Regions from separate parts of the Delphinus delphis genome. Here region 2 is linked to region 1. A link is a contact called in public Hi-C data. All regions are on one chromosome and are shown on one strand. The core of a region is the stretch at or near the end of the contact, and the rest is flanking DNA. Distances in the headings are between cores, read along the strand shown.

The links. A called contact is a pair of places that touch in the nucleus more often than the background predicts.
Region 2: a contact with region 1 is called in a Hi-C map of lung, with 2.4 times the contacts expected there. The contact joins the promoter of LAMTOR4 here to the promoter of ZCWPW1 in region 1. A contact is called at or near these places in 2 of 3 Hi-C or Micro-C datasets (lung and muscle).

What each region holds. Positions count from the first base shown.
Region 1 is chr15:81,264,373-81,271,384 of mDelDel1.2, reverse strand. It overlaps ZCWPW1 (zinc finger CW-type and PWWP domain containing 1), which reads right to left and starts at 4,611. Exons shown (of 18, transcript XM_060033184.1): 1 at 4,522-4,611; 2 at 2,032-2,138. It overlaps MEPCE (methylphosphate capping enzyme), which reads left to right and starts at 5,909. Exons shown (of 4, transcript XM_060032347.1): 1 at 5,909-7,012. The coding sequence starts at 6,487.
Region 2 is chr15:81,405,009-81,411,964 of mDelDel1.2, reverse strand. LAMTOR4 (late endosomal/lysosomal adaptor, MAPK and MTOR activator 4) reads left to right here and starts at 2,507. Exons shown (of 4, transcript XM_060032351.1): 1 at 2,507-2,624; 2 at 3,138-3,218; 3 at 5,104-5,221; 4 at 5,571-5,907. The coding sequence starts at 2,622. The coding sequence ends at 5,668. It overlaps TRAPPC14 (trafficking protein particle complex subunit 14), which reads right to left. Exons shown (of 11, transcript XM_060032348.1): 11 at 5,996-6,931. The coding sequence ends at 6,778.

The sequences.
Region 1 (7,012 bases), core at 3,362-5,861:
TGTGCTGAATTCTCGCAATTTCTATTCATGGCTCAGAAATATTTAGTAATCAGCAGAGGTCCCCAGAGAAGCTAGTAAAAAGAATCTAGCATATTCACTCTATATCCATAGTTTATCTGTAGCTATCTACTCACAGATGTTCTACAGATGTAGAACACAGATGTTCTATATCAGCATGCTTCATTATTTCTACCAAAGTTGTGACTAATAATAATGAGTAACACTTATTGAGCACTCACTATAATCTTTGAATATGTCATCTCATTTAATTCTCCCAATAAATCTGTGAGATTGATACCATTTTACATTTGGGGAAATTGAGGCTTAGAGGGATTTAGAGACATTAAGTAATTGATAAAGTGGTAAAAATCAGGATTAGAATCTGTCTGATTTATAAGTTTGCGTTATGAATTGTGCTACACTACATCCCAATCGTCTAGTTCAGTAGTTCAGTGCTTCACAATAACCTTAATATCACAGCACACATGTAAAGCATACATTAAAAGTACACATTGAAACACAGAAAATATTTCTAGGTACTCTAGGGTAAAAGGACCAGGCTGCCCACATCCATATACAACTGAGGGATGGGAGTGGGGGGCCTCCAGCCACACTAAAGGCTGAAGAGGTTAACATCTCTACACAGCTATAAGTCATTTGTGACCCAGCACAGTGCCAAGACTCATCTTGTGATGTTCCAAGAACTTGTACATTTTTCCAGTTTTCACTTTCCACCATTAATATTATTTCTACCCAGCTGTGGTTTGCCCAAAACCTCAGTGTTAATACATGGTAGAGTCAAGATGAACCCAGGTTTTGGCTTCCGAATTCTAATAACATGTCTGTTCTTCTCAGTGATCTTATTTCTGGCTGTTGGTTTTGAGTGCTTTGAAGGCCCTGGACCTGAAACTCAATCTTCCTACTCTGCCATCTCCCACTATAAAGAGATCCAAAAGCAGCATAAAATGGATCTTTGGGTTCATACAGTCTTCCCTCTAAAGGGGCTGAAAATTTTACAACCCTCAAATGTCCAAGCTAAACACTCAGTTGTTCAGGGTGTAGAATTCCTCCCTCCAGATCCCAAGATGAATTCAAAAGGTACTGGAGACTTGACTTAGTGTGGCCACAGCATGGCTGAATATAAAGTATTTTTAATTTTTTTGGGGTATTTTTCTGTTCCTTTTCTTCATTCCATAAATGCGAATAATTGATATGTGCTATTCTGCAGTAACTACTTTTCCTATATATTAAGGAGCACATTTTATCATTGTTTCCATCTTAACTTTTCACCACCAACTCCCAAACTTATTTGACACTGGAAAAAAAGCAAGTGGGACATTGGGGGAGAATCACTGCAGCAAACTGGTCCCTTCTTTACGATAATCCTAAATAGAAGCTAGAAACTGGATAAAATTAGGCTGCAAAAGGAATAATAATAATAAATGACAAACATATCTTCTCCCAGACTCTAGAATTCCAAAAATGATCCTGAGAAGTCCCTATGAAGACAATCAGAATTATAAAACTATACTAAATGAGAAAAACAAAATGAAAATTAGTGTACCTGAGATGACAAAATTTGATTTTTTTAAATGTTCCTCTATATAAGATCCTTGTGTATCCGTAAACTATCTCTGGAAGAATACACAAGAAACTGACAAAAGTGTCTCAGCAGACTGGAAACGGGTGGCTGGGGGTGGAAATGAGCTCTCTACTGTACCCTCTTGTGTAACTCTAGCATTTTATACATATACCACCATTTCAAAGTGATTTTTTAAAATAAAAAGAGTATTTTAATCAACCTAAAAAGGCAAAATTTTTCCAATATTTAGGTTCAAATCATTATCTAAACCTATACTGACCTCTCTAGGCAAAAGTGTGTTACTGGAGCCCCAAGCAGCTAGATAAAATTGTGGATCATCGTTGAGTTAATAAGATGTAGTAAATATACAAGCAGCAATGAATACTGGTTTTCCTTAACCTACAGTGAGGGTGTGATGAAGAACATTACTTTTAAATAAAATCTCTAACCTGATCAATAGAGAAGGGAAAATCTGGAAGTCACCGTCTGACAAGTCAAGTCTCTGCTCCTCTGTTTCAGGCGAAGTATTTTCTTCCACAATAACGAATGTTGAAATCTACTTCAGAGAGAGAAAAACAATTTTAAGGAAGTTAATAAATATACAAAATACCACCAACTTTCACCTGGCCAGCTAGGAAATGACTGGGGGCTCTAGACCCAGGAATAACATTTGAGGTTTTAATTTCTTTTTTCTGACCTTAGATGAAAAAAGAGAGACAAAAAAATCCAATAAAGCTTTAAGTGTGACAGTTCCATAACCAGATCCTAACTATTGAACTGACATAAGAAAGAAGGGTGAATAAGGAGGGGAAAATAACTTAGAAATAATAAAGGGAACCAAGGGAAGGTGAATGAGCTATTCCAAAAAATAGTTTTCTTTCATTTAGAACACTAAAAATCATGACACTGATTATAGAATGAAATCACCTAGCTCAGCAGATCTCAAAGTGCGATCTAAAGACCCCTGAGGGCCCCCTCCCTTTTTTTTTTTTTTTTTTTTAACATCTTTATTGGGGTATAATTACTTTACAATGGTGTGCCCCCTCCCTTTTTCAACTACTTATCTGTGTTAGGCTGGGTTTTCTCATACTCTTCAACCAAAACAAGATATCATAACAGATTGAATTCAGAAACAGATGAAAATCCAGCCAGACATGAAAGAGATTTGCAAAAATGTAAAACACCATTCTTCATACTAAATTTTCTTTCATTTAGGAAAATATATTTTCATTAAAATATTATCTACGTTAACATTATGTAATGGGTTTATTATTGTTATTTTAAAATTAATAAATAAATGTTTAATTTTTTTCTCAGTTTAATTTCTAATATACTAGTATCAATAGATCCATAAATAGATATAAACCAATGTTTGGAATCCTTCATAATTTTTAAGAGTATAAAAGGATTCTGAGACCAAAATGTTTGAGAATTGATCTAGCTAAATAAATTCAGTCTTGTCAATATTTTTCAAAAAGCATTAATCCTCCTCTCCCTTTCCCCCATTTAGAATATGTTCACAAATTTCTCCCCTCTTAAGTATCCAATTATTCCCTCTTTATATTGTCCCTGGAATCCTTGGTCTAAAAGAACAAAAGAAACCCTTTAGAATTGTCCTCTAACACAGACTCCGTGAGCCTCAAAAAACTGTATTTAAAGACTATATTTTGAAAAAAAAAAGACTATATTTTGAGCAGAGAACAAGAAAGATCGAGTTTCTGTTCTCACTGAGCTGACATTCTAGTGGGAGTAGATAGACACATACAAAAATAAGTAAATATATATTGTAAACTAAATAAATAAAGACTATATTTTGGGAGCAGTTTTCTCAGGGTTACTTGAGATGCTGCCTCCCAGGCTTGAAGTCCTCCATATGGCCACCAGATAAAACATAACTCTTAAATAAATAAATAAAGACTATATTTTAAATATCCTTTAAGCTGGAGTTTGATTTTTGTCTTAATGTCTAACGGTATGTAGATCCCTGCTCATTATCATTCCTCCGTCAGTAAGAGTTCTTTTTCTCTTTCTCTCTTCCTTCCTTCCTGTCTCTTTCTTCTTTCTCTCATGTGCACTCAGCAAGCATGATTTAAAACTTTTAACAAGACAGAAGGAAAAAATGATCCCCGCTACGCTTACTGCCCATAACAGACTACCTAACAAGACATTTACTGTCATAACTACCTGAACTAAACCTTTTACATAATCTTATAAATAAATTAATGGTGACTAAAGCTTCTCGGTTCAGAGAGTGCAAGGAAGCACGGAGATACGGGGACTTATCACCCAAGCAGACTCTTTCTTTAGGACCCTGATCCTGGTTCAGACCCTTGCTATCTAACTCCCGGAAAGCTTGCATACTGGCCCCAAACTATTGCCGACCTCAAACTAGCCTTTTTGTGTTGTTTTCGCTTAAAGGGGTCATGCCCATGGACTCCCAGACTCCGGCAGCATTTTGACTCACAGAGCACCAAGGTGACGTTTGGAACAATAAAAGGCCTGATTCCACCTTATAAACCAGAGGGAAGAACTCTGACGGACCCACATTTTCCCCTCTCTCTTCCCTCACCAATTCCGTCTTAAGCACAACATTTAAGACCGGAGGTACCACAGAGCCAAAAGTCCTTGACTCCCCTCAAAGGGTAAAAGAGTGGCTTTCTAGCGTCTCTTCCCCATCAACAACTCCCCCGCCATGAGAGAATTTCCCCTCAGCTCCCACCCGCAACCCGCGGAAGCACCAGGATCCGCATTCTCCCTCAGGTCCGTCGTCGCCCGCCGTGATATTGAGTTACTTTTGTTTGTTTGTTGGGAGTAAGTTTGCGGTTAGAGATTCTGAGGACAGGGGTTAAGAGTTGGACGGCACCCTGAAGAGAAAACTTCTCAGGCGACAGGTGTCAGGATTGGCCACGCCTAGCACCTTCAGCTGCAAGCGGAACTACCTTCTGGAGAGATGAGAACCTAAGGGCGAGGAGCAGAGTTGGGTAATGCAGAGATTCTCCAAGCCCCTCAAACCTCGAGCCAGTTTTCCCGCCACCAGGGAAAGGCGCGAGGCCGCGCACAAGCTCCACCTCCACCCCCACCGGAGGCCTGCTCGCAGAGGTAAGGCGCATGCGCAACTGGAATCGGCTTCTGCGTCTGCGCAGCTGAGTTATTGCCGCCATCTTCCAACAAAACGCCCTGTAAAACTACAAATCCCATAATCCTCGGTGGCCTCACTTTTTTTAGGTGGCAGCAATAGCGCCTGATCGTTCAAGATGCACATATTCCTTTTACTAACTTTACTCTGTGCCCGAGACTGCCTTTTCCTTCCTCTGGGAATCGTGCCCTGATTCCCATTCTTCCTCTTAGTCTCCTTCATGCCCTTATTTTGATATTTTATTTTGAGACTATCCTTAACCCCATTCTCGCCTCTTCCTCCCTCTTCTCAGCCACAGGACCCGCACCCCAAGCGCTGTTGGCAAGGAGAACGAGCCACAAAGCACCCTCTGGAAAGGCCGTCGAGTAGCTTCGTCCCCATTGACTGAGGCAGGGGGTCCCCAAAGCAGGCCAAAGCCTCTTCTCCGCCCACATTCGTTTTTATATAAGGCGGCGCGAAGCCACAACGTGTGCTTGGGAAGGCCTGCGTACGAGGGGGCGGTGGTGGTGGGTGTACTGCTATTGGTGGCTGTGGTGGGCGTCGGGGTCGCTCTCCGCGGGCTGGGGGGCTCGTGCGCAGACGTCGGGTGGTGGGCGGAGGCGTTGGTGTCCGGGCGGTGGATGGGGAGGCGGAGAGGAGGGCGTAGTGTCCCCAGGTGATTGCGATTGGGGGAAGGCGGAGGAGCGAGAGAACTACTCGGCCATTTCGAGGGAAGAGGAAGTTGGACAACATTGCCTGTTTTAGTTTTTTTTTTTCCTGTTCAGCAGAGAATATTTTCAAGGGGGTGAGTTAAAATGACCTGTCGTATTATACTGAGAACAGTTAGTAGGAAGACGGGCAGTACGCTCCGCTCCTTCCCCTCCCCTACTTCTAGGTTCACCCCCTCCACTCCCTCGGAAGCCCTTCTAAATAGGTGGACACAGGGGGCAACCAGGTCATGAATAATTCATGAGGGCCGCCCCGTTCCTTAGCCACACCCCTCCGAGTCGTGCTGACGCATGATGCGTGTACCAAACCTGAGGAAGCAACGTAACAGTTCCCGCCCCTAGGACGGAGGGCGGGGCGTCATCTCCAGCACGTGCTGCATCTACCCGCGCAAGCCCAAAAGGGTGTGCGCAGGCGCTGCCCACTAGGGGGAGGAAGGAGGCGGGGTAGGGAGGTTGCTGGGTTTAGAGCCGGGCGGAGACCGCTGAGACTCATTCCTCAGGAACAAGGGTCGGGTGTCAAGGAGACCTTTTCACACCAGCTCCCCGTCCCCCGCCTACGGTGGGTGGGATCGCGCGGCAGAGACAAAGGATATCAGTAGGGACGGACATAGCTGCGAAGGGAAGTAGGGTGTCAGTTTGGGGTGGTGGGCTTTTGGGGGGGCTGAGGGGGCTATATTTAAACTCCCGGAGCCGTTAAGTTGGTTCGTACTCCGATGCGCGCGCAACCAGGGTGGTGTCGGAGTGCGCATGCGTGATTCCAGGGAGAGAGGAACGCGCCCCAGCAGTGCGCGCTCGCGGCGAAGCGGTAGTGGTAGTGGAGAAAGGGGTCGGCGCACGCGCGGTTGATTCCTCGAGTTGTTCGGGTCTCGCGGGCATCTTGTTTTGGTCTCGCGGGCGAGTAGGGCGCGCTTCGGGGGAGGCGCTTGGGCGCGAGACTAGGGGAGAAGAGCAGAACTGCGCGCGCACTCGCGAAAGGGGGGGAAGCGAGCGGGGTTTAGGAAGGGGGGTTAAGCCCCCTGTCCCCCCGGTTGCCCTCGACTGGGACGGAATAAGGGGAGGAAATGATCGAGATGGCGGCGGAGAAGGAGCCGTTTCTGGTGCCGGCCCCGCCGCCGCCGCTTAAAGATGAGTCGGGCGGAGGGGGCGGCCCCACTGTGCAACCGCACCGAGAGGCAGCCTCCGGGGAGCTCCGCGGCGGAACACAGCGTGGGCCGGGCCCGCGCGCACACTCGGCGGGATCCCCGGCTTCTGAGGCCGGCAAGGAGAGCCCCGGGGCTGCACCCACCCCTCGGGGCGGTCAGTCGCAGCAGCAACGAGGGGGCGGCCCCCAGGCGCAGTCGCACGGGGAGGCCTGCTTGTCGGATCCCCCCGGGAGAGCCGCTCCCCCGGACGTGGGGGAGGAGCGACGGGGAGGGGGCGGAACAGAACTGGGCCCCCCTGCTCCTCCTCGACCCCGTAATGGCTATCAGCCCCACCGGCCCCCTGGGGGAGGTGGGGGCAAGAGGAGAAATAGCTGTAATGTAGGGGGAGGTGGTGGAGGCTTCAAACATCCGGCCTTCAAGAGGCGCAGGCGGGTCAATTCGGACT
Region 2 (6,956 bases), core at 1,258-3,757, 140 kb before region 1:
TAAGATCTTCAACCAGTTGGATGAAGCCCATCCACATCATGGAGGCTAATGTGCTTTGTTCAAAATTAAATACTCACCCTACCTTAGAAGTACCTTCAAAGTGTAGGGCAGGCAAATTTTTTTACCTCTACCCCCTTAGGGTTTTCAGCTGGGCCTGCGAATTGACATAAAACAGAGTAGCAGGAGAAAAGCATACAGGCTTACTTAGTACAAGTTTTATGTGACCTGGGAGCCCTCACAAGAAAATGAAGACCCAAAGAAATGGCCAGATCTATGTGCTTTTATACCAGATAGAACAAAAAGAGGTGATTGTAGAAAAGTAACTGAACTGTGGGGAGGCTAAGGAAAGAAAGGAATTATTTTAATAAGGTCTGTTTTACAGAATTCACTAGGTCTGGGTCTTGTGAGTGGAAACTTTGCTTCATTTTTCTTCATAGCACTTTTCACCACTTAATATATTTATCTATTATCTGACTCACCCTCTTCCTCACAACTTGAAACCAATAAAAAATGTGTCTTATTTCTATTCACTGCTGTATCTCCAATTCCAAGAAGAGCGTCTGGTACATAGAAGGTGCTCAATAACACCAGTTGAATGAAAGGATGAAAACCTTTGCTCCCTACATGAGTAGTATGATTCAAGCTGTTTGTGAAAATGAAACAATTCTAACGATGGCTGATGAGCAATGTCCTGTAAAAGTTTCCTCTGTGTTAAGTAAAATGAGAACAGGGAATTTCTGAGGTAAAATTAAATGTAGCTTAAAAAAAAAAAAAGTAGTTGGCCAATGGAGCAATGGAAAAAGCATCAGCCTCAGCGCCAGCCGACTTAGACTGGAATCTGGCTCTGCCAGTCGCCAGCTGTGTGCCGTGAGCAAGGCTCAATCTCTCTTGTTTCCACTTCCTCATCTGTATAGTATCTGGGATGAGTGGGTTAGGCTGGTATACAGATGGAAACGCTCAGAACCAGTATGTGCAAAAAAAAAAAAAATTGGTACCACAAACTGTCATCAATATCTAAGGCCAGGGAAGGCTTTGCAGACCAAGCATCCCCACAGAACTTTCTCTACATCCTCCTCCAATTTAAATTTTATATTATAATCATACCTCATCTTTAAAAAAGGCATCCATCTTCTCTAATTAGTTTTCTCCTCAAGCAACAACACTTTGTTTTATGTTGTTGAAATATGATTCACATACTGTAAAATTCACCCTTTTAAGCTTCACCATGCAGTGGTTTTCATTACATTCACAAGGTTGTGCAACCATCATCACTCTATAATTCCAGAACGTTTTCATCACCCAAAAAGAATCTTCACACCCATTAGTCACTCCCCATTTCCCCCTCCACTCAGCTCCTGGCAACCACTAATCTGCTTTCTCTCTCTTTGGATTTGCCCAGTGTAGACATCCCACATAAATACAACCAGACAATATGTGGCCTTGTGTGTCTGATTTCTTTCACTTAGCATAATGTTTTCAAGGTTTATCCATGTTGTAGCACAGATCCGTACTTGATTCCTTTTTATAGCTGGATAATATTCCACTGTATGGACATGCCACATTTCATTTATCCAGTCTTCAGTTTATGGGTATTTAGGTTGCTTCCATTTCGGGGCTATTGTCAATAATGCTGTTATAAACATTTGTGTACAAGTTTTGTGTGAATGTATGTTTTCAATCCTCTTAGGTATGTATTTAGGAGTGGAATTTTTAGGTCATATTTAACTTTTCTACATCTAATTCTCATTTATAAATATAGTAACTCTATATTTAACTTTTAGAGGAAACTTGTCAATCTGTTTCCCACAGCAACTGCACTATTTTACGTTCTTGCCAGCAATGTATGAGGGCTCCAATTTCTCCACATCCTCATCAAGTATTTACTGTTTTATTACTACTTATCATTTTCCCTCACCCACATTAACATTGCAGCAGCCCTAAAAACTATTTAAATTAAAAGAAAAAATTTCTATGACACTCATATATTTAAAAATGACTCCAAGGTCATTTTCTAATTATTCCTGGCAGAGAATATTCAGTATTGCAGCTGCCTTGGCTAGCGAGGGATCAATGCACCATCACACCGTTTCTTACAGAATCCCGGGACAAAAAACCACTTTGGGAACAAATTTCTGTCTTAGAGAGCTGCCCGGAGTAGGCCCAAGAGTAGCACTTGAATAGCTCTTCATCTGCATTTCACGTTTTTTTACTCTATTCTCTTACTGTCCCACTGCGGGCGGTCTAGCCCTAGGTGGAACCCGGGCCGCCTCTGTTGCGCAGGCACAAACCCTTAGCCCAACCTCCTCCCTCCGGCCCCGCCCCCCCAGGCCCGCCCCTCCGCCGACATGCCCCCCTATCTCGGCGCTTTGGGGCTGAGGGAAGAGGAGATGAATGTTAAAGAGGGTCTGCGGCCAATCCGCGTGCGCCTCCGGGAAGCGGCGCTCCACACTGGCAGAGTAAGTCTGATGACGTAACCACTCTCCAATCCGCATTCTGGGGGCGGGACTCAAGTCGGGCGGTGCAAGGCAGGAGGAGGAGACCGCCGGGTGGAATCACGTCACCTGGGACTGGAGCCGGAAGCTACGTCTGGCAGTGAGCGCCCCCCAGCACCTAAGGCTGCGATGGTGAGTGAGGACGCATGCGCGGGAGTACGCGCCGGGGGTTCGGTGTCCCTGCCCCCCCATCTCCTTGGTCGCCGAGTCCTGAGCCTGCACTCCGCCCTCACCTCCTATCCGCCCCGGGACCGAGAGGGAATGGAGATGGAGGGGTGGCGACGTAGAGGGCTGAGCAGGGGACGGTGGGAGGGTGTACAGAGGCTGGGGAGTAATCTGAGGGGGAGCGGCGGGCCACAGGTGGAATTGGAGACCGGACTGAGGGGAGTTGTCTGTGGGGTAGCAAAGGTGGGGTGTGGAAGGCCGGTGGAGCCCAGGGGCAGAGAGTGAGGACTGACGGAGGCTCAGGAAGATAAGTGTTGAAGGCCATGTAGAGGGAAGAGGGTCTGGAAGGGCCCTGGCTGGGGAAAGAGGCCTGGGGGCCATTGTCAAGAGAGAGTCTTGGGTTTGCCAAGGGCTGTTCTTGGGTTTGCCAAGGGCTGTTCTCTTAGCCTGCTGCTCACTGATTGCATCTTTACCCACTAGACTTCTGCACTGACCCAGGGGCTGGAGCGAATCCCAGACCAGCTCGGCTACCTGGTGCTGAGTGAAGGCGCAGTGCTGGCGGTGCGTTTTGGAAAAGGGAGGGGGGGCTCCTCCAATACACATCGCCCGATGATGCCTTCTAACGTTGCCCAGTTTAACCTGATTTGTCTCTGTTCTTGATTTTTACCTGGTATCATGCCTGGCATATAGGAATTAAATTCAGGAATTAAATCAATTAATCTATCTCTGGAATCTTAGTCCTGTAACTGTTTTGAGGTAAAAGAGGTTTACTGCCTTTACCAAAGCCAAAGTAGTTACAGGTTTGTTGATAACTGACATTACCTGAGTTATTCTTGAGTATGTCTTTATTTGGTATTTATTGAAGAGGCTTGGTATTTTGTTCTGCAGTACAATATAGTGTCAGTGCTCTAGAAGTTTTCAAACTAGCTGGAGAGACAAGGCTTAAGGTTAAAAGTTCAGCTAGAGAGACAAGGCTTAAGGTTAAAAGTTCAGCTAAAGTATTGCACGTGGTAAAGATAACTGAAGGAGTCCAGAGAGTGAAGGATTCAGCCCTTTGTGTTATAACTTGTGTTTTGGCAAGGAAACTTTCTTGGAAGAGACAAGAATTCAGCTGGCCTTAAAAGATGGATGGTTGTGAACAGGCAGAAAAGAAAGAGCATATTCAGGGCTGGGAGGTGGACATATTTGCAGGAGTGTGACATCAGCCTGTCTGAATTGCTGGTGGGTTTATGTTGAAAAGATTTGGAAACGTTTGGGGGAAGAAGAGGATATGTTAAGGAAAGATCTGATTGGGGAGGACTTTCAAGGCTGGGTTAACACCTGTGGATTAATCTTGGGGGGTAATAGGAGCTTTGAAGGGTTTTTGAACAGAAACAGCTGATGAAGTGATCGAGCGGAATTGTTCTATTAGGTGTAAAGATGAGCCGGAAGGAGAGGGATTCGAAGCAGGGATGCTGTTGCCAAAATCTAGGTATGAAACAGCTGGTGGCAGTGAGAAGGAGCAAGGAGAGAAGAGATTTTTTAAAGGAAGAATCGATATGTCTTCGTAATGACTAGAGATAGGTAATAGAGGAGATAACTTTTCCATGCTGTAAGACTTTGAACTCAAGCCTAGAATTATGGTGCCTTAACAAACAGGGACTTAAGAAAGGAAGTTGATTGGGGAGGGGGAGAGGTAAGGGGAGTTTTGGTGGCTCAACTTTAAACACTGAGTTTGATATAGAATAATAGCAATTAAATATATAATGCTAGGAGTTATTCTAAGCATCTTACTAATATGCTCTTGTAACCCTCACAACAAGCCCATAAGATAGGTATTGTTGTCCCCAATTTACAGATGAGGTAACTGAGGTACAGAATGTCCAAGAGAGCAAAGCGTGCTGAATTTGACTCAGTGGGAGGCCCATATTGAGGAGGTAGGAAGAGGAAGTTGAGATCATCACGAGAAAAGAGGAAGCCCAGGCCACTGTGACATCATTACCCAAGGGCTAGGTAGTAGGAAGGGGTTCAGGGACAAAGGGGATGTTATGTTTCAGATTCTGCAGACAGGGCAACAAACAGGAAGACTGAGGAAAAGACGGCGCCTGGGACGAGTCTGTGGTGGGTGGGCACTGATGTTTGAGAATGTGATTTTATCAAGTAAGTGGGAACAGGGAGAGAAATCAAGATTCAGGGATTAGGAAAACAGCGTCAGTAAAGAAATGGATGAGAGTCACTGCTTCCCAGGAGGAAGCCCGGTATTTTAAGGTTGACAAACAGGATGGCATCAAGAGGGGCAACAACGTCACAGGGCAGTTTTCAGGTGGGTCTTTCCAAAACCGGGGGTGACCTTGGGGTATTGGAAAGTGGAGGCAGGTTACAAGTGCTAGAGCCAAAGTGTCCTCGGAATTTTCTCCCAATTCTGTTCCCTAATTCCTGCCATCTTCCCTCCTCTGTCTGCATGCAGTCATCTGGGGATCTAGAGAATGACGAGCAGGCAGCCAGCGCCATCTCTGAGCTGGTCAGCACGGCCTGCGGTTTCCGGCTGCACCACAGCATGAACGTACCCTTCAAGCGCCTGTCGGGTGAGCCCCTGGCCCTGGTGACGGTGTTGGGGGGTGCTGCTCCCCGAGGCTTCTCTTCTCAGGGAAAAGCACCTGTCTCCTACCAGCCGCCCACCACCTCCCTGGAGTCCCTGGTTCTGGCCACTCTGTTCCCCTTGGTATTCACCCCTGCATCAGAATTATGAGAAAGCAAGAGAAGGGGATTTAATGGAGACCTCCCATCTTCAAATCTCTGAGCTTGCAACTGTCAAATTTCTTTGGCTTTGGAGCCCAGCCAGTTTATGGTGACCCCCAGGGAGGCCTTCGCACCCCACTAACTCTCTGCTCCCTTCCCTCTCCCGGGGCGGGGGAAGGTGTGTCTCCCCTCCAGTGGTCTTTGGAGAACACACGCTGCTGGTGACCGTGTCGGGACAGAGGGTGTTTGTGGTGAAGAGGCAGAACCGAGGCCGGGAGCCCCTTGACGTGTGAGCCTGCCAGAGGGCGAGGGGCAGAGGTGGACGGGGCCGTGAGCCTCTGTGATGAGGAAGACGCAAACCTCCCCCCGCCTCTCTTGATTGCCATTAGAACTAAGGCTGTCTGCTCACCCACTTCCCCACCCCTACCGGGAAGGGCAGAGGCTTGGGGACTCTGTACTATGTTAAGGAGAGTGAGGGCGAGGGGACCTCCCTCTCCTCACCTTCCCTCCTAATAAACGTGAGTCTGATGTTCCCAGGCCCAGGGATGTGTCGTGTGTATTGGGGGAGGAGGGTCACACCCCATGTGTCTTCCAGCTTCTAGGGCCTCAGCCCAGAGGAGTGGAGCAAGGCCACCTCTAGACATCTAAAACTGGGACTCAGCAGAAAAAGAAAATGGGTGGGAAGGGAACTGAGGGGAGCTATTTGGTGTACATGCTAAAGGAAATCTTTCTGAGCCCCTGGCTCTCTGCTCCTGCCACCAACACACAAAGAACAGTCATTCTTCTCCCTCCTGAACAGGTATTTAATAGTCTTATTTCAGTTGGAAGCAGTAGTTGGAGAATAAGTTACAGGAACAGACAAACCAAAAAAAAAAAACCCAAAAAACCAAAAAACCCCACATAAAGTGCTTCAGACTGCAAACGTAAACATGAGGACGAGGGGAGGCCACCAAGCGCTCTCCCCTGACCTGAGACAGGAGGGTCATGTCATTGTCGGGTCCCTTTACCATCACCACCCTCTGATCTCAGCCCTGCGGGTGGGAGGGAGGGAGGGAATGTCAGAGGCAGGGAAGACAACTTAAAGGAACGAGGGAAACTTTGTAAACTTAGAACCAGGGTGCAAGGCAGGGGGCAAGGGAGCTCCTGGAGCCCTTGCCTTGGCCGAGGGGTGGGGCCAGCCCCCCCAGGAGGTCCGGGAAATACTGCTGGCTTCACGCCGCAGCCATCCCTGTCCATTTCACAGCTTCTTCCCTCGTCCCTCATCAGCAGACACAGACAGGCGGCCCTGAGGGCCTCCTCACCCTCGGTGGGAGGCATCCCAGGGGAGGCACAGCCTGGAGGGAGCACCGCTCCGGGGGCTGTTGATTTCCAGGAGTGTGAGAGGGAGGAGAGCTGGATGGCGCTACTTGACGGGCTCCACCACCAGGACCTTGCACTCGCGCTTGGCGATCTTGTCCAGAGAGAGCACAGCCTTGTCCGGGGGCAGGTAGAGGGGGCGGCTGACAGGCGAGGCCACGGGGGGCGTGATGGCCCTGCGCTCCATCACGCTGCCCGACCTGGGGGAAGGCAGAGGCTATGAGC